Regions from separate parts of the Sus scrofa genome. Here region 1 is linked to region 2. The links are chromatin contacts, called in public HiChIP or PLAC-seq maps. All regions are on one chromosome and are shown on one strand. Each heading gives the region's core, a stretch centred on a gene start, on an enhancer-like site or on the middle of the called end of the contact. The rest is flanking DNA. Distances are from core to core; before and after follow the strand shown.

Region 1 (4,277 bases), core at 1,660-4,159, 110 kb before region 2:
AGATACAAGAGACACCCTATTAACTAAATAAAATCATCCATAAATAGTCATTTATAAAATGAGAAACACTATACAATGCATCTCTTTCAGAGAAAAATTATACATGTAGAAAGTGGGGAGCCCCTCATGACCCTCCCAAGTGGGGCTTTTTTGCCCAAGGTCAGAAGTTAGGGAGACTCTGTAGAAGAGAGGTAACAAGTAGCTGGCTCCCCAGGTGCCACAACCTCCTACACACTTGAAATATCTGGAGGGCCACGAGCAGGACTTTGCCCACCACAAGAAGTACGTAAATCCTACTGCAGTAAAATGATGTCAGACTCAGTGGCATTCCCATCTCATCCTCATGCGTCCCCTAAACTGAATAGGTATCACCCAACCATAGCCAAGAAACACGCCAACTATCTGATTAAGATAGCAGGCTTATAAGCAAGGACTTTGGGTTCATCCACCACTTTGTGACATCAAAATGGCATAACCTAAAAAAGAGCCCAAGCCTGTCTCATACACATGAGCCAAATGAAGCTCATTATTTGGATTCCAACACTGATATTAATTTCTAACAATACTCTGTGACATTAAGTTCATGGTGTCAAGTACAGATGACCACATAAGAAAAATAATGTTCTGCCACACACTTTACATACAATACATACTACAGTAGTGGTTCTCAACCTGGGTGATTTTGCCTCCCATGAACCTTTGGCAGTGTCTGGAGAACTCTTTGGGTTTTTTTTTTCTTTCTTTCTTTCTTTTTGGCCAGGTATGCAGAAGTTGCCGGGCCAGGGATTGAACCTGGATCATAGCAGCAACCCAAGCCACAGCAGTAACAATGCCAGGTCCTTAACCTGCTGAGCCACAAGGGAACTTCTGAAGACCTTTTTTGTCATCACACCCTCAGAGGGGATTGGCACACTACTGGAATCTAGTGGATAGAGACCAGAGACGCAGTTAAATAGCCTATGTTGTACAGGACAGCCACCCCCCGACAACAAAGAAATATCTGGCCCCAAATTACAACAGTGCTGAGCTTGAGAAACTAAGTATTAACAGAGAGAGCCAAAATGCAAAGATTCTGAGAGGTAAATTAGCAAATTAGAAAATCTAAAGACCTAAGATGATAAAATTACATAAAATTGTATAGTAAATAAATGCACAATGAAAAATCAAAAAATCCCTTAACCTTTCTCTTCAAATATCACACATGTGAAAAAGGCTTTTCCCAAAAAATATGCAATTAAAATAAGCAGCACTAATTGTTTTAGAGGGGGGTAGGGGGAAGAATCTGTGGACAATCAGAATCAATCAAGAAGGGATTATGATAAAATCATACTATGAAATAGTCTACAGCCACTAAAAGTAACAATTTTTACCTAAATGTACTGATCAGAGAGATGCCCATGACTGTCACAAGAATAAAGAAAGTGACAGGGCACTGTATACAGCATCAGCCTACTTTTATAAATATTTAAACTAATTTCTATGCCTAGAGATCATGTTTGCAGGAGCAAGGGAATGATTGTTGAAACAAAGAGCAAGGGAATGATTGTTGAAACAAAACAAGTTATTAATATTGATTTCTTCAGTAGGGCAGGATTCGGGTTGGTGAGGAGAAAATTAGCCAGTTTTTCTTCATGTTATTATTCCTTTGGAATTAAAATATATATTTAAAGAAAGTTGGACTTAGGAAGGGAGGGAGGGAGAGAAGGATCAAAGAAAGGAAGGAGAAGGAAAAAAAGAGAGAATATTCACCATAATAGCTGACAGCAAAACTTGAGTCTGTTGTTCCCGTTTTTACCAGTGAGTGCTGCTGTTGACCAACTGAATGGATAAAAGCAGTGAAATACAATTTGGGAAAGCAACTCCAAGTGCCTGTCACTTTCTTCCCTCTCAGGTCTCTAGTTAGCAACACAAAGTTTGGTTCAACTAGCTTCTTTGGTTTGGTTTCTCTGATCCGCTGCTCATCTTGAAAAATTCTGTACCAGATAGTGATGGAATCAGCTACAGTCCTATCTCGTTTCAGTAACAGAGACACTAACTTCCCTAGATGACAGCCTCACTTCTGGCCAGTGGAGATAAGGATTCATCGCATGAGGCTCCCCTTTGAGGAGAAATTCTCAGGGCATGTCAACTTAATTACCCAAGTCTCATTACCAGAAAGTTCTCTGAATACCTCCATGCCACCAGAACTGGAAACTAAGCCCTCTCCCTACACCCCCCACCACTGTTGGCCACTATTTTCAATGCATGTATTTTCCAAGTCCAACTGCACAAATGCAGTAGACCCAGCATGAAACATACAAGCATTTCTAATAATGCCTCATGCGTATACACTTACATGCACTTTTGCCATGCTGTGGATAACTTTGAAAAATGTTCAAAACTGCTGCTTCCCAGTATTTTGTCCCTACTTACAATGGACACCTATCTTGAAAGCTTAGATAATAAGATTTAAAAATACAAGATAACGCTGTAAACCCGCTATGGTGGAAAAAATAAAAATCATTAAATAATTTTTAAAAATACAAGATAAAAAAAAATCAGGCCAGTTTCAACTTTCAAAGAACCAAGATTTTTACATTTTGCACAAGGAACTATTTTAAACTTCACATGAAGAGGCAGGCCCTTGGTTTTCTAGATTTCTTTCTATAGACAGACACTGATTTACTGGTGGCACATAAAAAATCACAAAACATGATTGTGTTTTTGCTCACAAAAATGATTTATCACTGTGCTGTTAATCCAGCACCAGGAAAATGAACTAAGGAATGAGTATTTTTCTTTTCTAAGTTATGACACTCAACGAACCACCACATTGTTAAGAAGAAAAACAACTTGGAGAACTCTTTTAGGGGTCAAGGAGCTTCTTTCAACCCCAGAGCTGAATCACAGAGGCGAGGGCGGATTTCAGGATTTCACAATCCCCCCAGAGTCTGTAAACACTGGCGCCAATTGTAGCATTTGTCCTGATTAACAAACTGGCTTCAGAACCATCAAAAACTTTCACATTTGAAATTTAACACATCTATATTTAGAATATGACTCGCAGGACAATATTTGCTGCCAACAAAATGCAAAAGAAAAAAAAAAAGGCACTAAGTCTATATTGTTCCTATAGAAATACAAAAATCATAAGTCCTGGACCTAAAACAGACACAGGCTCCCTAAGGAGTTAGTGTAGGACCAGCAGAGCATCCACAGAGTAATATCAGTCATAATAAGGCATTAGGAATTAAGGAGTTTGATAAGTACAATCTACATATAGGCCAGGAAGTTAGTATCTGTACTGAACAGCCTGGGTTTGAAATGATTGGGTCCACTTGTACACACACTTTTTTTTTCCAACAGAAAATACTACTGTACTACAGGATCTGCAGTTGGATGAATCCATGGGTGCAGAGGGCCAACTGTAAATTCTACGTGGCTTCTCCATGGCTCAAGAAATGTGGGTTCCTCTGCCCTGTTGAAGGATCAACTGTGTACATGAGGCCTTGGACCTCATATAAGGAATTGGGGAATTTTTTTTGTTTTTTGTCTTTTTTAGGGCCGCACCGGCATATGGAGGTTCCCAGGCTAGGGGTCAAATCAGAGCTGTAGCTACCGGCCTACACCACAGGCACAGCAATGCAGGATCCAAGCCAAGTCTGCAACCTACGCCGAAGTTCATGGCAACACGGGATCCTTAACCCACTGAGCAAGACCAGGGATCAAACCCTCGTCCTCATGGATGCTAGTCAAGTTTGTTAACCGCTAAGCCACAATGGGAACAACACAAAGTTTCCTAAGTTTTTAAAATGTTGAACTCTCATTTGTATTTTGTCAAAAAAGGATTATGAGTCCATCTGAATGTGTCTGTGGGCCCCACACTCAGCATATCAGCTCAAAGTTTACAACTTCGAGTAAGATGTTCAAATAACTCAATCAAGCAGTTAAATTAGAACCAGGGGACAAACATAATTTAAAAAAAAAAATCTGGTTAAAAAAACACATCTTATAAAATTTACCATCTTTTAAGTGTTCAGTTCAGCGGTGTTAACCATGCTCACATTATTATGTAACCAATCTCTAGAACTTTTTCATTTTCTAAAACTGAAACAATATCCACTCAAAATTCCCCTTTTCTCCCTCCCCCAGCCCCTGGCAACCACCCTTCCTTCTACTTCATGTTTCTATAAATTTGACCACTCTAGATACCTCCTATACGTGGAATCATATGTCTTTTGTAACTGGCTCACTTCATATACCATAATGTCCTTAAGGTTCATCCATGTTGTAGCATA
Region 2 (4,907 bases), core at 1,165-3,664:
TGGATATGGATTCAACCAGTGGTGGTTCTCATAAGCACTTACAGATTTTACATTTCTGAAATTTTAATCACAATAAAATCTAAATGCAAACCAAATACAACTACAACACCATTGTTATGTGGCAGTTAAGAGTTCAAGCTCTAGGGAGTTGCCCTTGTGGCTCAGTGGTGAACAAAGCGGAGGAGCATCCATGAGGATGAAGGTTCGATCCCTGGCCTTGCTCAATGGGTTAAGGATCCAGTTCTGCCCTGAGCTGTGGTATAGGTTGTAGACACAGCTTGGATCCAGAGTTGCTGTGGCTGTGGCATAGGCTGGCAGCTGCAGCTCTGATTTGACCCCTAGCTTGGGAACTTGCATGTGCCACAGGTGCGTCCCCACAAAGACAAAAGACAAAAAAAAAAACAAACAAACAAACAAAAAAAAACAAACCTCAAGCTTTAGGATCAGAGGAGCTGGGGGTTGAATACTGTATCATCCACTTAGCCATCCATTTCCTTATCTGAGGTGACAATGAAAGGAGTTGATCCTAGGAAGTGCTTACAATAGTTGCTGGCATGGGGTGAACCTAATTTAGTGTTTGTTTGTTGTTGTCATAAACATTCTACAATTAGGAAAATAAACCCAAGCCTCAGATATTTGAGGAAAACCAATAAAGGGAAAAGCCAAGACAAATGAATAGAACAACTGGATCTCCAAGGAACATTTAGAGAATCACTCAGGGAATAGATGAGATTAGCACATTTCAATAAATAACATTAATAATATTCAAGAAAATACTGTACTCGTAAAAAAAGTAAATGCATAAACAGGGGATGCAAGACAGTACAAGATACAACCAATAAAACTAAGGTAGAGCCCCAGATTCTCCAGGTTTCACCAGTTTCACAGACACATAGCAGCATCCTGGGCCTCAGCCCACCTAACACTGTAGCAACTGCCAGGCAATTATACTCTGTTTGGTCAACCAGTTACACTCTATAGCACTGGCTTCTCCCATAATTTCTGGAAATGGTGGGCATTCTGGCTTCTCTCAGAAGGGATGGTTGACATAACTAGTGTGGGGGGGGCAAACCCCCTTTCTTCCAACATGTGAGCAGAGAGATGGGAGATTTATGATGTAAGAGGGCTATGAACAGAAACAATAGAAAATAGTCACCCTAGCTGAATTCAATATCTGCTTATTATCTAGGTCTTTCTAAATTTCCCTCCTTGACAGTACCAATTAGCTACATCTCACATAGAGATTTATAGTCTGACAAGTCTGAAACCCTGGTAACCCTCGTTCAGTGGGTTGAGGATCCAGCGTTGCCGTGAGCTGTGGTGTGGGTTGCAGACGTGGCTCGGATCCCATGTTGCTGTTGCTCTGGCGTAGGCCAGCAGCTGCAGCTCTGATTAGACCCCTAGCCTGGGAACCTCTGTATGCCGCGGGAACGGCCCAAGAAATGGCAAAAAGACACACACACACAAAAATAATAATAATAATATATACCTTCCGTTGTTTGAATATTGATTATGTATGATATTTATGAATGAAGTTATTTTGGGAAGGAATCTGACACAACAATATAGACAGTGCTCAGCATGGAGTGAGCACATGATTAAGGATTAAATGACACTACATGTGTAAAGCATTTAGCACAGTGCTTGGTGCCACTCACTAAATACGGTTATTACTTTCATCTTGATATTACTGATTTTTGAGGTTCTAGCTTTCAATTAACTGAATCACATCCCACATGCAACTTTCATGAACACATCTAAAAAAAGTTCCGTCCTAAGTTCCCATTGTGGTGCAGCAGAAATGAATCTGACTAGTGTTCATGAGGATGCAGGTTCAATCCCTGGCCTTGCTCAGTGGGTCGGGGATCCAGCACTGCCATGAGCTGTGGTGTAGGTCTCAATCGTGGCTCGGATTCCTTGTTGCCGTGGCTGTGTTGTAGGCTGGCAGTTGTAGCTCTAATTCGAGCCCTGGCCTAGGAACTTCCACATGCCATGAGTTCGGCCCTAAAAAGTTAAAAAAAAAAAAAAAAAAAAAAGTTCCTTCCTTCTACCAAGCCAGAGTCCAAAGATTTTTCAAAGATTTTATGGCAAATTCTCGTTCCCACCTTCACTAGTGTTAAGATTCTGAGCCTCAGCATCTTTATCTGAGAAATGGGGCAAGAACAAGACGAAGCACAGAAAATGTAAATGCAACAATGCACCTAGTACGTGGCATATAGTAACATCATAAAAGCCACTGCTATTGCTGTTGTTACAAAGAGCCACAAATCTATACCCATATAACATCTTGAATAAGAAAGAAATACCTTGACAATCCCTCAGGTCGAAGGCAGATTTCTTGAGGCCTTCTTCTGCAATTGGGAAGCACAATGCCTTCATTGTCCGAATTCCCCAAGGCTGCTGTCATCACTAGGATCTGCTGCCTCCCTGTGGAATTTCATCGACACAGTCATCAGACTGTCAAAGCTTCTAGGGCAGGATTTCATCACCAAGCCAAGCTCAGAAGATTCTGTAGGCTTCCTAACTGTTTTGTTCCTGGATTATTAGTATTCAGTTCTTTACACAATTGTCCCCTTTTCAATGAGTCCTATGCAGCCTCCTATATTAAAAAAAAAAAAACTCACAACCCCACTTGCTCCCAAACTTTCACACTGTTCTAGTGTTTCCCTTTCTCAATGCTTTTATCACCTTCTAACATGCTACATAATTTATTTATTCTTATGCTTATTATTTATTTTCTGTCTTTCCTGGTTACTTCAGAGGAGGAAAGATTTGGGGGGGTTTGTTTGTTTTTATTTGTTTGGTCTAATTTGATTCCAAGTGCCTAAAATAGCACCTGATACACAGAACTCAGTGTTTCTTGACTGAATGAAAGAATGTATTTCCTGTAACATGACATGACATGCTTGAGAGACTTGAAGATTCTAAGAGTTTAGGTTTCCTGTTTCCTCTGAACTGTGACTGGTCTTTGGTGGCTGCTTTGCTTTCTATGCGCCAAGTTGAAGGAAAGATGGACTCTTTCCTTACCTGTCCCTAACAAAAGCTAATTAGCACAAAGCAATTGTGCAGCCCATGCCCAAAAGAAGCTGGGAACAGCAGAGGGGACCTACCTTTCAGCAAAATACAGCTGTCAAGGAAACTTACCTGTTCTTAGTTTTGCTGAACATCCTCCATGGAAACCTGTCACTGATGTGTCACTGCTAGGGATCCCCCACCGCCAACAATCACCACATTCCCAGACCTCACCCACTTTTTCTTTCTCACAGTTTGCTTACAACCTCTTCCTAAATGTTTGTGTTTTGAGCTTCTAAATGAACTCCATGCCTATATCTGCATTTCCCAAAGCCCAAGAGGGGGGGTCTGCTCTAGAAATCATCTTGCAGAGGACTTGCACCTTCCTGCCTGGCAAAGCAGCCACAGAACCTTCGACATCTGTTCTTTAATGTAATTACAAAAATCTCAGGTCTGCCTCACCCTCCCCTTTGCTGTCAGTGTGAGGAAGAAGGTAGAAACATTTATCCCACACTGTTGTAACTGTTGGACCAAACCCTTTTTGTTGTTAATTACCTTCTCCCCCTCTGCACCATGCCTAGCATATAGCCTGTGCTCAGTAAATGGAGCCCTTATGAAATGCTCTTCTAGGGGTGAGACCTTTGTGGTTCTGAGAGCAGAATGCAGAAAGCAAAGTCATGCAGGGTCCTCAGCTAAGACAGAGAAATCGGGTGGCACCTCAGTTGGGTTTCCCCAAAGCAGGGCCTGAGACATGGACTGGGGTGCAGCTGGTTTATGTAGGAGCAGGGGGAGGTGGGAGGAGAGTGCTGAGACAGGAGAGGAAGAAAAGCTAATGCCAGGTGGAGAGTAAGTGGGAGAGAGGCTCTAGGCCAAGGGGCTCACCCACACTGGGGAACTTCAGAGGAACCAGGACAAGGAGATGTGGGGGTGCCATTTGTCCACTGACTCCTGACTTTCAATGGCTGGCGTTTGCCTCTGGGGCATAGTAATCCTCATTCGCTCTGCACTTACCCGTTTGTCTTGCTGGAAGTAGAGTCATTGCCACAGCACTGAAGAAAGTCCTAAGGAAGACAGTGGGGCCGTTCCAGCACTTGAACTAGGAGCTCTCATGTGCCAGAGGTCGACTGCCCTATCCCAGCTGCAGAGGATTACAGAGGTGGAGGTGAGCAGGGGGAGGTGGAACAGGCTGAGGATAGCCTCCGTGCTGGGGGGTGGGGGAGGCAAGAGCACTGCATCTCAGTCCTGACTGGCCACTAAATATCATTAGACTAAGAACTTTCCTGTCTGTGCCTTTAACCGTGTCTTTCCTATTATGGGAAAGGGGAAAGGACTACCTTTACCTTGAGCAGGTACTGGTTGTAAATGAATCCCCTGGGAATCCCTGAGCAGGCTCTTCCACTTCACAAGCACCAAGACAAGAGATATTTTTCTCTGTCTACGGACAGGAAAACTAAGACCACAGGAGCTAAAGGGACATTTATGTTCAAGGTCACTCAGCTACTGATGAGAAAAATTAAGCTTTGAGACCAGGACTTTAAAATTCCCCAGTCCTCGCTCTTCCATCGCCCAAGATGAAATGGGGAAAACAAGCACAACCCAATCATAAAGGGAAGCTCTGCTTGCAGAATATTGCAAGGCTGGGCAAGCAGAGGTCCACTCAAGTTGTTGAGGATTTGTGGCTATGCTCAGTCAAGCATGCACTCTTCTTTCCTTCCTTCCTTATTAACTACCCTGCTCACAGCCTCTGTCTTCTTTACTGCTCCTAACACCTGCAGCCAAGAAACCAGTGGTATTTACTCTAAGTGCACGCTGCCTTGAAGCCCTCCATGTGGTGGGGGCCCAGAAGAGCTGGGAGTTGGGTAATTCATTTGCTAAGACTTGAGAAGCTCCACATT

Evidence for each region. HiChIP or PLAC-seq counts read pairs in DNA pulled down with a chosen protein or histone mark.
Region 1: an H3K27ac HiChIP or PLAC-seq map of alveolar macrophages shows a contact between it and region 2. The contact joins two enhancer-like sites. A contact is called at or near these places in 1 of 5 promoter capture datasets (liver), 22 of 47 Hi-C or Micro-C datasets (adipocytes, alveolar macrophages, brain and 13 more) and 2 of 2 datasets of contacts at active chromatin or transcription factors (alveolar macrophages and skeletal muscle).

The regions. Positions count from the first base shown.
Region 1 is chr13:51,232,098-51,236,374 of Sscrofa11.1, reverse strand. It overlaps a transcript of MITF not described here. Among named protein-coding and RNA genes, the nearest start is that of MITF, 150 kb to the left of the region's middle. Within about 2 kb of position 2,909, at least 20 of the 83 cell types and tissues checked have an H3K27ac peak or open chromatin away from gene starts, as enhancers often do. A contact at or near this core is called in alveolar macrophages, where this site is marked.
Region 2 is chr13:51,124,263-51,129,169 of Sscrofa11.1, reverse strand. No RefSeq gene overlaps it. Among named protein-coding and RNA genes, the nearest start is that of FRMD4B, 150 kb to the right of the region's middle. Within about 2 kb of position 2,414, at least 3 of the 83 cell types and tissues checked have an H3K27ac peak or open chromatin away from gene starts, as enhancers often do. A contact at or near this core is called in alveolar macrophages, where this site is marked.